2 separate regions of the Capsicum annuum genome follow, and region 1 is linked to region 2. A link is a contact called in public Hi-C data. All regions are on one chromosome and are shown on one strand. The core of a region is the stretch at or near the end of the contact, and the rest is flanking DNA. Distances in the headings are between cores, read along the strand shown.

Region 1 (5,875 bases), core at 2,841-5,340, 58 kb before region 2:
AGGACAGGTGAAATGGGTCGAAAGCCCATTTAGACTAGGACAGGTCTCATTGATCTGGGTCGATGGCCTAAATCCCTTACTTCCTCCTTTTTCCTCTGTTCTTCATGTTTGTTTTCCTTATGTGCTTGGAGAACCTAGTTAAATCCTTAGTTAAGTCGCTAAAAAACTAGTTTTGCATAAACACCAAAATATTTTCAAAATCGCTTTCTTTTCAAAAAATAAATCACTTTTCGACAAAATTAATCTTTTCGAAGTTAATCAAAAGACGATTTCCAAACAGTCCGGATAACCGCAAGTTAGCGAACATTTTAGGTGTCTAACACCTTCCTAAAACGTTAATAGGAACCGCTTATCTAGAATCTCTAACTTAAAATGATTTTCCTGTTTTGAATTATTTGAAGTAACTCTCTAAAAGTTTCTTTATTCCTTTTCAAAATTAAGTGGCGACTCTTTAAAAGTCAAAATTTCCGCAAAACATCAGACATGTATTAAAGAATAGAAAATTCTTCAAGAATTGTTTATGTCGCTTGTTCTCATGATAATTTGATTAGACCAACTAATATTGGAATTGGATCCCTTAAAAACTGAAAAGTATAAAAGGTGAATAAGAGCTCGTTTACTTGTCATGTGATCTGTTTAGATTCATCGATATAAGATGAAAACCTGTATGTTTATTGTCAACCTATAGTTTGACATTCATAAAATTGCTTGCTCAACAAAATTGAGTTAAGAGTATAACTTTCAGATTATGTAATCAAGACAATTCATCTTGATGATGATGGTTTGGCATTGAATGTCTTTGATAAATAGCTAAACCATTGCTAATGAGAACAAAACTTCATGTGTTGGTTTGAAATATTGTATACATGAGTACATATATGCATCAAACCAATAAATTATGATTAATTCCCTCACAATGTTGGTTCCAGGTCAAGAACCACATGTTTTTTAAGAGAAATTTTTTACTTTTAAGAGTCACCACTTAATTTTGAAAAGGAATTAAGAAACCTTAATAAGATATTTTAAACGATCCAAAACAGAAAAATAGCTTAAGTTTCAAAGATTCTGAGTAAGCGATTCCTATTAACGTTTTAGAAAGAGTTAGGAACCTAAAACATCCGCTAACTTGCGATTATCCGTACTGTGACCTTAATAAGATACTTTAAACGTTCCAAAACAAAAAAATCGCTTAAGTTTCAAAGATTCTAAGTAAGTGGTTCCTATTAACATTTTAGGAAGGTGTTAGGCACCTAAAACATCCGCTAACTTGCGATTATCCGCACTGTTTGAAAACTTTTTTTGACTAACTTCAATTGATTGTTGAAAAGTGATTGATTTTAGAAAAACAATTTGTGAAAAATAGATGTTGACGACTTAGTAGGGATTTTAACTAAGTTTAAATAAATGAAAGGGCAAATAAACACATAAAAGGAGAAGGGGGAATAAAGACTTAAGCCGTTGGACCCAACTCAATCGTCCCTGTCCTAATCTAATTGAGCTTTTGGACCACCTGTACCTGTCCTAAACTATTTTTCTTTTCAGGCCCGTTGGCCCAAAATCTGCTCCACCTGTAATAACTACAACTTTGGCTTCGTGGCCCGGATGAATGAATGAATAAATAAATAAATAAATAAAGACAACAATACTTAAATAAATAAAACAAATGAGACTTTTAAGTCTCCTAGCCTCTTCAAATGTGGGTCTTTAACCCGCCTTTATTCTTCCAACTCCTCGTGTTTATATGCCATGGAATCACTTTTGGACTTAGAACTTTCGGCTTGACTCGAAGATATGGGCCACATTGGCCCATTAAGGAATGCAAGGGAAAAGAGTCCGTTCGAACTCCAAAACGGATTCACATGCAAGGAAAGAAATAAAGGAAATTAATATGCATTCAATGTACAATGATAACACATGAAAGTTAATACACGAAATATGATGAATAAAAGGAAAACCATTATAATTCATGATTGGAATAGATGACGGGATCAGAAATGTAAAAGATGCAAGTCACTAGTGGAGAGAATGCAAACTTACTTTAAAGAAGAAAGAATTGCTTAAAAATTACACCTGATTCAAGTGGGAAGAAATGAGATGGATTTAAACATACCAAAATTGCAACCAAACATTCAGGCAAAGGAGAAACAACGTATACATACAGAAATCGGTATATCCAATGATACCATAAACAAGATACATTAACTAATACAACAAAATTTCAGCTACCAATCCCTTAAATTTTAAAGAAGACAACATAGCAATCACTTCCTAGGACAAAATTGTATGCGCAATCAAAAAAAACAAATATAAATGATATTCTATTACTACCGTAGAAAGTTCAAAAGCAAGAAATGAATGAAAACTACAAGGATAGTTCACCAGAATTTATAAGATGCCAATTATAAGGTTCTCATCCCGAATGTGGACCTTGTATACATCTTACTATCCAGTCACTTCCTTGATTTAATGCTCATCATGATCACAGCACTAGGCTAAGGGCGCCGAAGTGATTCTTCCAACTAAACAGACATTCTACATGTGAGGTCCATGACTACAATTCCTGGATCACTTCTAATTTAGTAACAGACAAGAAAATGGATTTTGGTTGATTGAAATAATGCCCGAGCCAAGTGGATAAACTTAAATATCAGTATTCCATAAAGATGGTCAAAACATTCTAAAAAAAAAGATAAAGAACAGAGTACGCCTCGTACGACATAGGACACATGCTTCAAACGACTGAGGCTTGCGAAAAGAAAAAAAATATCTTTGGGCAACATCAAAGTAAAATATTTACAAAAAATCTTTCTTTACAAATGTAAAGCGCGACAAACCTCAAATAAGAAAAATAAAAACAATCAGGCCATTATTGAAGTAGGAAATCATAACCAGGATTGTAGAAGGGACACAATATCAACGCAGTCAACAATTAAGTAGGAATTTCACATGTCCCTCTCATATCAAATAACAATATAGGTTGCTTTTAATTTGAATCAACCATTAATTCAAGTAATACTCATAAACATGAAACAGACATCAATTAAAATATCATCAGCCGGGTATGACTTCAATTAAGCCCGCATATTTATCAATATCAATCGAGATCAATACTTTAATCATGGATAAGAGAAAGTCGAAATGAGAAATACAAAGCTACATATTGATACAACCTACGATGATTACAGAGGGAGTTGTATAGAAGTTGTATACTAGTAATTATCACAGAAAGTTTGCAATTAGAATGCTCTCCAAGAGAAGGTGCAGCTAGATAAAAATTGTTTTCCCAAACTGAAATTTATGCTCAATAATCACCAGCTTTCAGCTTAATAAATTAGGAGCAACCAGGTAATACAATAATCACACAAAAAATCCTAAGGCCTTCAACGGCTTCTACAGCAACAATCCCAGCACACCGAAACACTAATTATCGCCACAAAACAGCGAACATCCCAGCACACCATATCACTAAAAGAAAACTACAACTTCAGAAAGTTGAGATGAAGCAGAAATAGTCAGAAGCTTAAACGGATTGGGATATTACCTATTCGGGGGCAGTAAAACAGGACTACGAGCTTACGTCAGACTCCACCGCCACTGAAAAGCTCGATGTCGATACATAAATCTCGACTAAACTGACTGCTACTCCCTAAAACCTTTGCCGAACAAAGTTGCTCTTTTCCGAAACCAAATTACTCTTTTCCGAAACCCTTTTTTCCTTGACCCAAAAGAAAAAATATTCAACTTAGCTTTTTAAAAAAAATTCTAACCCCCTCTTTTGCTCCCAAAACCCCCACATTTATAGAGAATCGATTAGGGTTCCCTCTTGTGTCTTGAACGATGTGGGAATCAAGATAAGACGAGGGTAATTTTGGAATTATTTTTGAGAGAAAATTCAAAAATTTTGCTATGGATAGGGTTTTTAGCTAACAGGTGTCCCAATTTTAGATTCACTTAAACAAATTTCAAAAATGGCGAACAACAATTGGGGGAAATGGATCATTTTCCCAAGAACCAACGAAAATTTGCCAAATATGTACGAATTCGTACAAGTTATCCCAAAACTCACGGAATTCATACGTTGGAGGTGACACTTAACATTGTTTCTAGAAGATTCGGGGGTTTCTTCGCGTGAACCCATGTGCAACGCGTGAAGAAGGCTGCAAACGAGTTGATTTGGTTGAAATCAGGTTGAAGATGGATCGGATCGCAAAGTTAATGGAGTTGTCGTGTATATGTTGTTGTTCGGTTGATATTGTTGTTGTTTATACGCAGCTTTGCTGCTTTGGAGGAAAAGGGGGAAAGATAAGGAAGATTGGGCCGGGTCAGACGGCTTTGGGTGTTGGGCTGGCTGTTTGTTGTTGGGTTAATCAAGCTAAAGGGAAAATTGGGTTGATGGAAGTTGGTTTAATTGGTGTAATGGGCCGCTGGTGGGGTTTAAAAATTGAGTTTTTAATTGGGGTTATTCAATAACCCTAATTAAATCTAATTGGGGTTATTAAATAAACCTAATTAAATTTAATTGGATTAAAAATAACTCTAATTAAATTTAATTGGATTAAAATAATCTCAATTAGGAAATGATAATTTTTGAGAATTAAGATTGAGTTACAATTTAAGCGATCCATTGGTCAATTGTATTATAATTGGGGACAATTTGATTTCAATTGAGGTCATATTTAATCAGTTCGCTAAATTGAATCGCAATCCGACATGAATTAAGTAACAAATTAACCTCGAGTTTCTCAATCTGATAAGAATCAAACAAATATTCCTCCAAATAGAATATTTTGAGAACAAATCATATTTAAAATCAAGACTTTATCTATTTGGATTAATTTTCAAGTTTAATCAATAAAAGTCTAATTTTGATAAAACTGTTCCTTTAAATAACAAAATTTGTACACTCTCGTATATAAATAAAAAAATATATAATCATTAATTAAATGATAAAATTAACTCAAATAAATATTTTAAATTAAATTTATTTGAATAAAATAATTATTGTGATTTTATTTTAACGATTGAAGAAACTTGAAATTAAATTGGATTGTGGAGGGCAAAAATTAGGTGTCAACACCACACAATTGTCTATCTAATAATTTTTACGTGCGGTATACGACTAATGAATATATCATAATGCACAAGAGATGGATTCTCAAAGAAGATAGAGTATGCATGTTAGTTTTCCTAACATAAGGGGGAGATTATAAGCAGCTATGAAATATGTTATGAATTAACATTAGATCTTCATTCAACAGATAATTCAAGTTAAATGCCGAAAGCATCTCATATTTAAGTTGCAAGTGCTCCTATTTTGTGTCCCTAAAGGACAAAGTCTATACATGCGTGAAGCGTGGTAGACCAATCGATTTCAAATGAAATAATCCTTCAAAAGAATAAGGGCAAATAATCATAATAAGAAGACAATCTGCTCTTGAAGAGCCTACGAAATAATACTTCATGAAACCTTATTAGAGGTTCAGGTACCTGAAAATAATAAAGTGATGAGATCTCAAAATGTTATGTCACATTTTGAATCGATACAAAATGATATATCATCAATGATATTTTTGATATAAGATTGGCGCAATATTGTGAAAGATTACGAGGATCCGAATTCAACATTTATTTAAGCATTCTGACATAGAAACATTTATCAAGTAACATAAAAGGATGCATCTTGGTAAGCATAACACTTATTTGATTTGTAATTCAGACACTAGAAGATGTCACACACTAAATGTTAGATATTGTCAATTGACAAAAATCTATATGATTCCTAAGGGATTCAAAATGCCTGAAGCATATAAAGTTTCTGGAAAACTTGTTTATTATCCTTATAAGGGATCAATTGTTGGCTTGAATATTATTGAAC
Region 2 (5,257 bases), core at 373-2,872:
AAACAATTATTCAAGAGTTTTTCACTCTTAAACTCAAAATTTTACTTACAAAATTAGGACAATAAATCTGGCTCTGATACCATTGATAGTAAATTCAGATCAAAACAATATTAAATTGTGTACCTTAAATTCGCAGCTAAAACCGTTGAATTTTCTACTAAAAAGTATTTGCCCGAAGTCTACTTCGTCTCTATTGAAAATGGAGTTTTCTTTGTCACAAACTAAATGCCTCCCTTTTGGTGTTTTTGTTAATGTAAATCACGAATTGTTTTTTATTTTGTGTTTATGACTCAATCTTCTCTCTGCTCATCTTGTCAGAAAAAGAAAAGAACATACAGGAGATTTTGGGGCGGGAACAGTTATTGTATAACAGTTCCTCCCTTTTCTTTTGAAATAAGATTATGCGTTAATCTCATTTTTCTGACTAAGAAATGGATCAGGTCGGATCGGGTAGGTCCACATGGGTGACCCATGACCCGTAATTCAACAGTTTGATATCCTAAGTGTTAATCACATGTAATAAACTTGCATGCAAAGCTTGTTGGTTGTTACACGTGTTGTTCCTGTTATCCTTATGATTGTGATTATTGTGATATCTGTCATTATTATGAGATGTATCGATATTTGGACATCTCCATGGGCTCATTTATTTATATTTGTGGAATATACTGGTATTTGAACATCTTCACGGGATTGGTTGCAATCAAACGATTTCGAATCATTTGATTGGGAAAGATTTATCCCAGAATAATTAATCCCGAAATTGATTATTTCGAAATTAGTTATTCCATCATGTATATGAGATGTTTATCCTATCACTATGGTGTAAATTGAGAGATAAGTAATCTTGGTACTAATATTTCACACAAAACACATGATAAAATAATTTTTTATTTTATTTTAAGACTATTTATCTCTTATACCTCATATCAAATGACTCCTAAATTAGTGTAACAAAATAATATGGTGTCAATTATTGTTTTTTAACTGACTTGTCAAGTAAAAATATGTGAATGCCATGCAAAAGTGAAGAGGGATTTATATTGCCATAATGCATAAACATATTCTTTAACTTAACCCTAAATCACATTTATGATCTCCAACTTTGAATATGCATAAGTAGGTACTAAAACTTGTATAAAGTTAAATAATTAGACACACACGTTCTTGTGATATAATACACGTAGGATGTCATGTGAAATAAAAATTGACCATGTAGAACATCACATAAGATATGTGTGTTTACTTGTTTAATGTTATATAAATTTAAGTATCTATTTATGCACACCCAAAGTTGAAGGTTATAAATGTAATCTAATGTCAGGTTAAATGACATGGTTATGTATTATATGCCATTTATATTGGGACTTTGAAAAACGGATAAATAAGTGTCCTTCAAATTTTAAAAATTAGATAAAAGAGATGATTTTTTTTAGTTTTTTTAATATTTTCGCTTCAACAACTAAAATCAAAATTATTCGATAACTTTGTAAAGTTATTCGACAATTGTACAAAGTTATTAGACAACTTTAATAGCTATTGAGATACCTAATACAATTATCAATCAACTATCTTAACTTTTTAAGCGATTTTGTTTCTTCTTAACTTAATAATATTATCAACCCACCACTTTATTTCTTTAGCTTAATAGTATTGTGGGATCAAAACCAGCATCAACTAGAAGAGCGACGTGGTTCCTTTTGTCTCATCATTTTACTCATGGCATGTTTCTCTGCAACTCAACTACATGCTCTTTCATGGACTTCATCCTTAAACCCTAACTTTTCCTTTCTTGCTCCCAAACTTTTCTACTATCCAAAACCTTTAAGAGCTTCATTCACCTCATCTAATGTCGAACCTACTACTGAAACGAAGGTTTCATCAACTGCAAAGCTTCGGGAACTGTGCCGTGGTCACGTGCCCGACCACGTGATTCGCCGGTAAGCTTATCACTACAAGTTGTGATTAATTTTTGGAGTTAAATTGATGTGAATTAATTCGAAATTTTAAATTTTAAATTTTAAATTTAGATGTTTGAAACTTGTGTGAAAAATACTAGAAGTTGCACTTCTTTCTCATATTAATATAATTTTTGACTTTTGTACTTCCATTTCATTTTTGTAAGATTATTTTTGTCTTGATCCAGGGTCTTTTTGAAACAATTTTTCTAGGTATGCGGTACATTCTGCCTCCCAGGCACAACTTTGTAGAAATACACCGGGTATATTGTTGTTGTTGTTGGTTAAAATCCATTAGTTTGACTTCCGAGAAGCAAAATGTGACAAGTAAAAGTGAACGGAATGGAGGGAGTAGTTGATATTCCGGAATTCTCTAGAAGGATAGTGTTAATTCTACCGAATTTTCTCCAAATACTGATTCAGTTGATACCTACATGGTATTTTTTATCAAAATTGAGCCTGTCGGAACTAGAAAAGTGTGAATTTTAATGGACACTCTGGATATTAAAGTAAGTGGTACTTCGTAAGCTCCAAATTTTGTTTTATAAAAGGTTTAATTCTGCTTGTGAAGTAATTATCTAAGTAATCTTTAAATTTTTAAGCGTTAGACAATTTTACTGGAAATCTTTGTACTACCTCTTTGAAGTTTCTGAATATAGGCAGCATAAATTTTTCTAGAAAATGCTTGAAATGACAATTTTTTCAGCTTTTTCGAGGAAAAAAATGAAAATGAGATTTTTTATTGTTGTACAAAATTGCATTATTTTAAAGGTTGTCTCAAAGGACAAACTGATATATGGAGCACAAATTGCAGGGCGGAAGAGGTTGGATATGTGATACCTACAGAAGTGCAGCGACTGGCATTGCCTTTCCTCTTTTCAGGACGTGATTGTGTGCTTCATGCGCAGGTTGATATATGCTTTTGAAACATTGTTTCAGTGTTGTAATTGTTGAAACTTGACTACATGATTGTTGCTATTTTTATGTGGGGGAGACATTGTATTGAGGACATGCTTTAAGCATTGCTATTTGCTCCTGAATTCTTTTGCAATAATGATTTGTGTATTTGGTGCTGTTTCACTTTTCTCAAACTTCAATTTTCTTTGAAGCCATTTTATCATCCTTTGCGACATCTATTGTTTAGTAAATTGTGAGTTGTAGGCAAACAAAATTCTTGACTTAAACACATAACAGTATGCACCCATATGGTGATTCTAGTACTATGTGTCGTTGAGCATATTCTTACAGATACTAGGGGGTGGATGTTACGAGTTCTTATCAATTTTAGTATATTTCCTTTCTGTTCTTTTTGGTTTCGTTGTGTCTCTCTTCTCATCTCCAACAGTGAGGACTGAATTCTCGTCTTAATTATGTTTGCGATTTCATCATTTAAATGATATCCATCATATGATTGCTTTTTTCAGGGAAAACGAACCGCTGCACCCAAAAGTTATAAGTTTTGTTGAAAATATGAAATGTAAAGGAGACCAGAACTACTACAAGTTCTTAGCAATAAATGATCTATTCATTGACCGTTTCTAATCTTTTTTTCCTTTTCTTCTTCTGCTCGGTTTCTCCTGTTTCCAACTGGCTTGCTGTATTCTTAATGAAATTGAAGTTGTTTTTGCTTTCTATTTATCCCACTAGACAGGTTCTGGAAAAACCTTGGCATACCTGCTCCAGGTATTGTCAGCCGTTGACAGTCAAAGGGCAGCAGTTCAAGCATTGATCGTGGTGCCTACTAGAGAGCTTGGTATGCAAGTAAGTTTTGTGGAGTTATTCCTTTTTTTTTTTTCACTTATAATGTATGTTTGTTGAAAGTAGGAACATTAGGGATGCACTGACATTGTTTTCTGCTTAGGTCACAAAAGTTGCTCGAATGCTTGCTGCAAATCCTTCAGAATGTGACTCAGGACTGAAATTATGCACTGTTATGGGTCTTCTAGATGGGGGCATGTTGAAACGACACAAGAGTTGGTTAAAGGTACAAAAGCATTTTTTGTTGCTTGTAAATTTCATGTCGTTGAGCGAGGAAAGTTTAAATCAATTCTCGCAACTTGTATTATTCATATATCCCCAGAGTCTAGCTTTTTGCAATTTGTCTACTTGCTCACTTGAATATGTTGTCATCAGAACTCTTAATTAGGTTTTAATATTTCTTTTTCTGGGATCCTTTTAGTTAACCTTGATACTTTTGTTGTATTTTGCGTAAATTTCGTTCTCGTTTGGTGCTTTTTATTATTGTTATTGTTGTTGTTCTATCTTGCATCTTAAAGTTTCATTCGTCACTGCGGAATGCAGGGGTGGAGCTACAGTGTTATAGGGGGGTTCGGGTGAACCCAATAGCTTTCGCATAGACCTTATATTTGTATTAAAAATTCAGGAAGATAGGTATATAAATTGTCCTTGTGAACCCACATTAACTGATAACCAAGTGGCCCAGTGGTAAGCGTTCGACCTGTAGAGCGCTCAGCTGCAGAGGTAGTGGGTTCAAAACCTACTGTCTGCATTACATTTTTTCGTGTTTTAAGTTTCAGCACCCAAAACCTTCAAATCCTAGCTCTGCCTCTGAATCGGAATGACATGAAGCTTGTAATGTTGCATTAGTGCGTAAAACTAAAAGATTAGTTCAGAACCGCGTGAAACAAATTCTGTGTACAACTGAAACACTACTAGTATCCATAATCTCTCTCTCTCTCACACACACTCTCTCTCACGCTCACACACACACGCAAAACTCCTCCTTGGGCTTTGTGTGTAGGTTTTCTTTGTACAGGTGGTATTGGGGGAGTATACGTTATCTTTCTAGAGATACAATTGCAGAGCTTTAGCTTATTTCTCTGCACCTTTGCAATTTTCTTTTACAGTATAGTCTGTCAACTCGTTCTTACTTATGTTGCCTCTCTCCCAATACCTCTGTTCTGTTTATTACTGCTCTTTCTCGCAGAAATTAAGCAGAAGCTTCAGCATATTTTTATGAGGTGTGACTCTCAGATGTTTGTGCCTTTACAGGCTGAGCCACCCACCATTGTTGTTGCAACTATAGGAAGTTTGTCTCAAATGCTTGAGAAACATATTTTGAAGCTAGATTCCTGCCAAGTACTTGTTGTTGATGAGGTAATCAAGATGCATTTTCTATGTTATATTTTCTGTTTGCCTGTGTTAATCCTTTATTTGAATGGGATCGTCAGCATATGGATGCTTCTGAACAATTGAAATAACAGACTGCCAGTGTCATCATAACTTTCCTTTTCTATTTTTTCCTCTTTCCTTTTCTATTTTTTCCTTTCCGTTTGAAA

What was found. A called contact is a pair of places that touch in the nucleus more often than the background predicts.
Region 1: a contact with region 2 is called in a Hi-C map of bud, with 3 times the contacts expected there. The contact joins the enhancer-like site here to the promoter of LOC107841028 in region 2. A contact is called at or near these places in 4 of 5 Hi-C or Micro-C datasets (bud, leaf and placenta).

Annotation. Positions count from the first base shown.
Region 1 is chr1:163,834,411-163,840,285 of UCD10Xv1.1, reverse strand. No RefSeq gene overlaps it. Among protein-coding and RNA genes, the nearest start is that of LOC107841028, 59 kb to the right of the region's middle. Within about 2 kb of position 4,090, at least 5 of the 5 cell types and tissues checked have an H3K27ac peak or open chromatin away from gene starts, as enhancers often do. A contact at or near this core is called in bud and leaf, where this site is marked.
Region 2 is chr1:163,774,827-163,780,083 of UCD10Xv1.1, reverse strand. LOC107841028 (DEAD-box ATP-dependent RNA helicase 58, chloroplastic) reads left to right here and starts at 1,622. Exons shown (of 12, transcript XM_047407759.1): 1 at 1,622-1,940; 2 at 2,773-2,866; 3 at 3,606-3,719; 4 at 3,820-3,942; 5 at 4,971-5,075. The coding sequence starts at 1,720.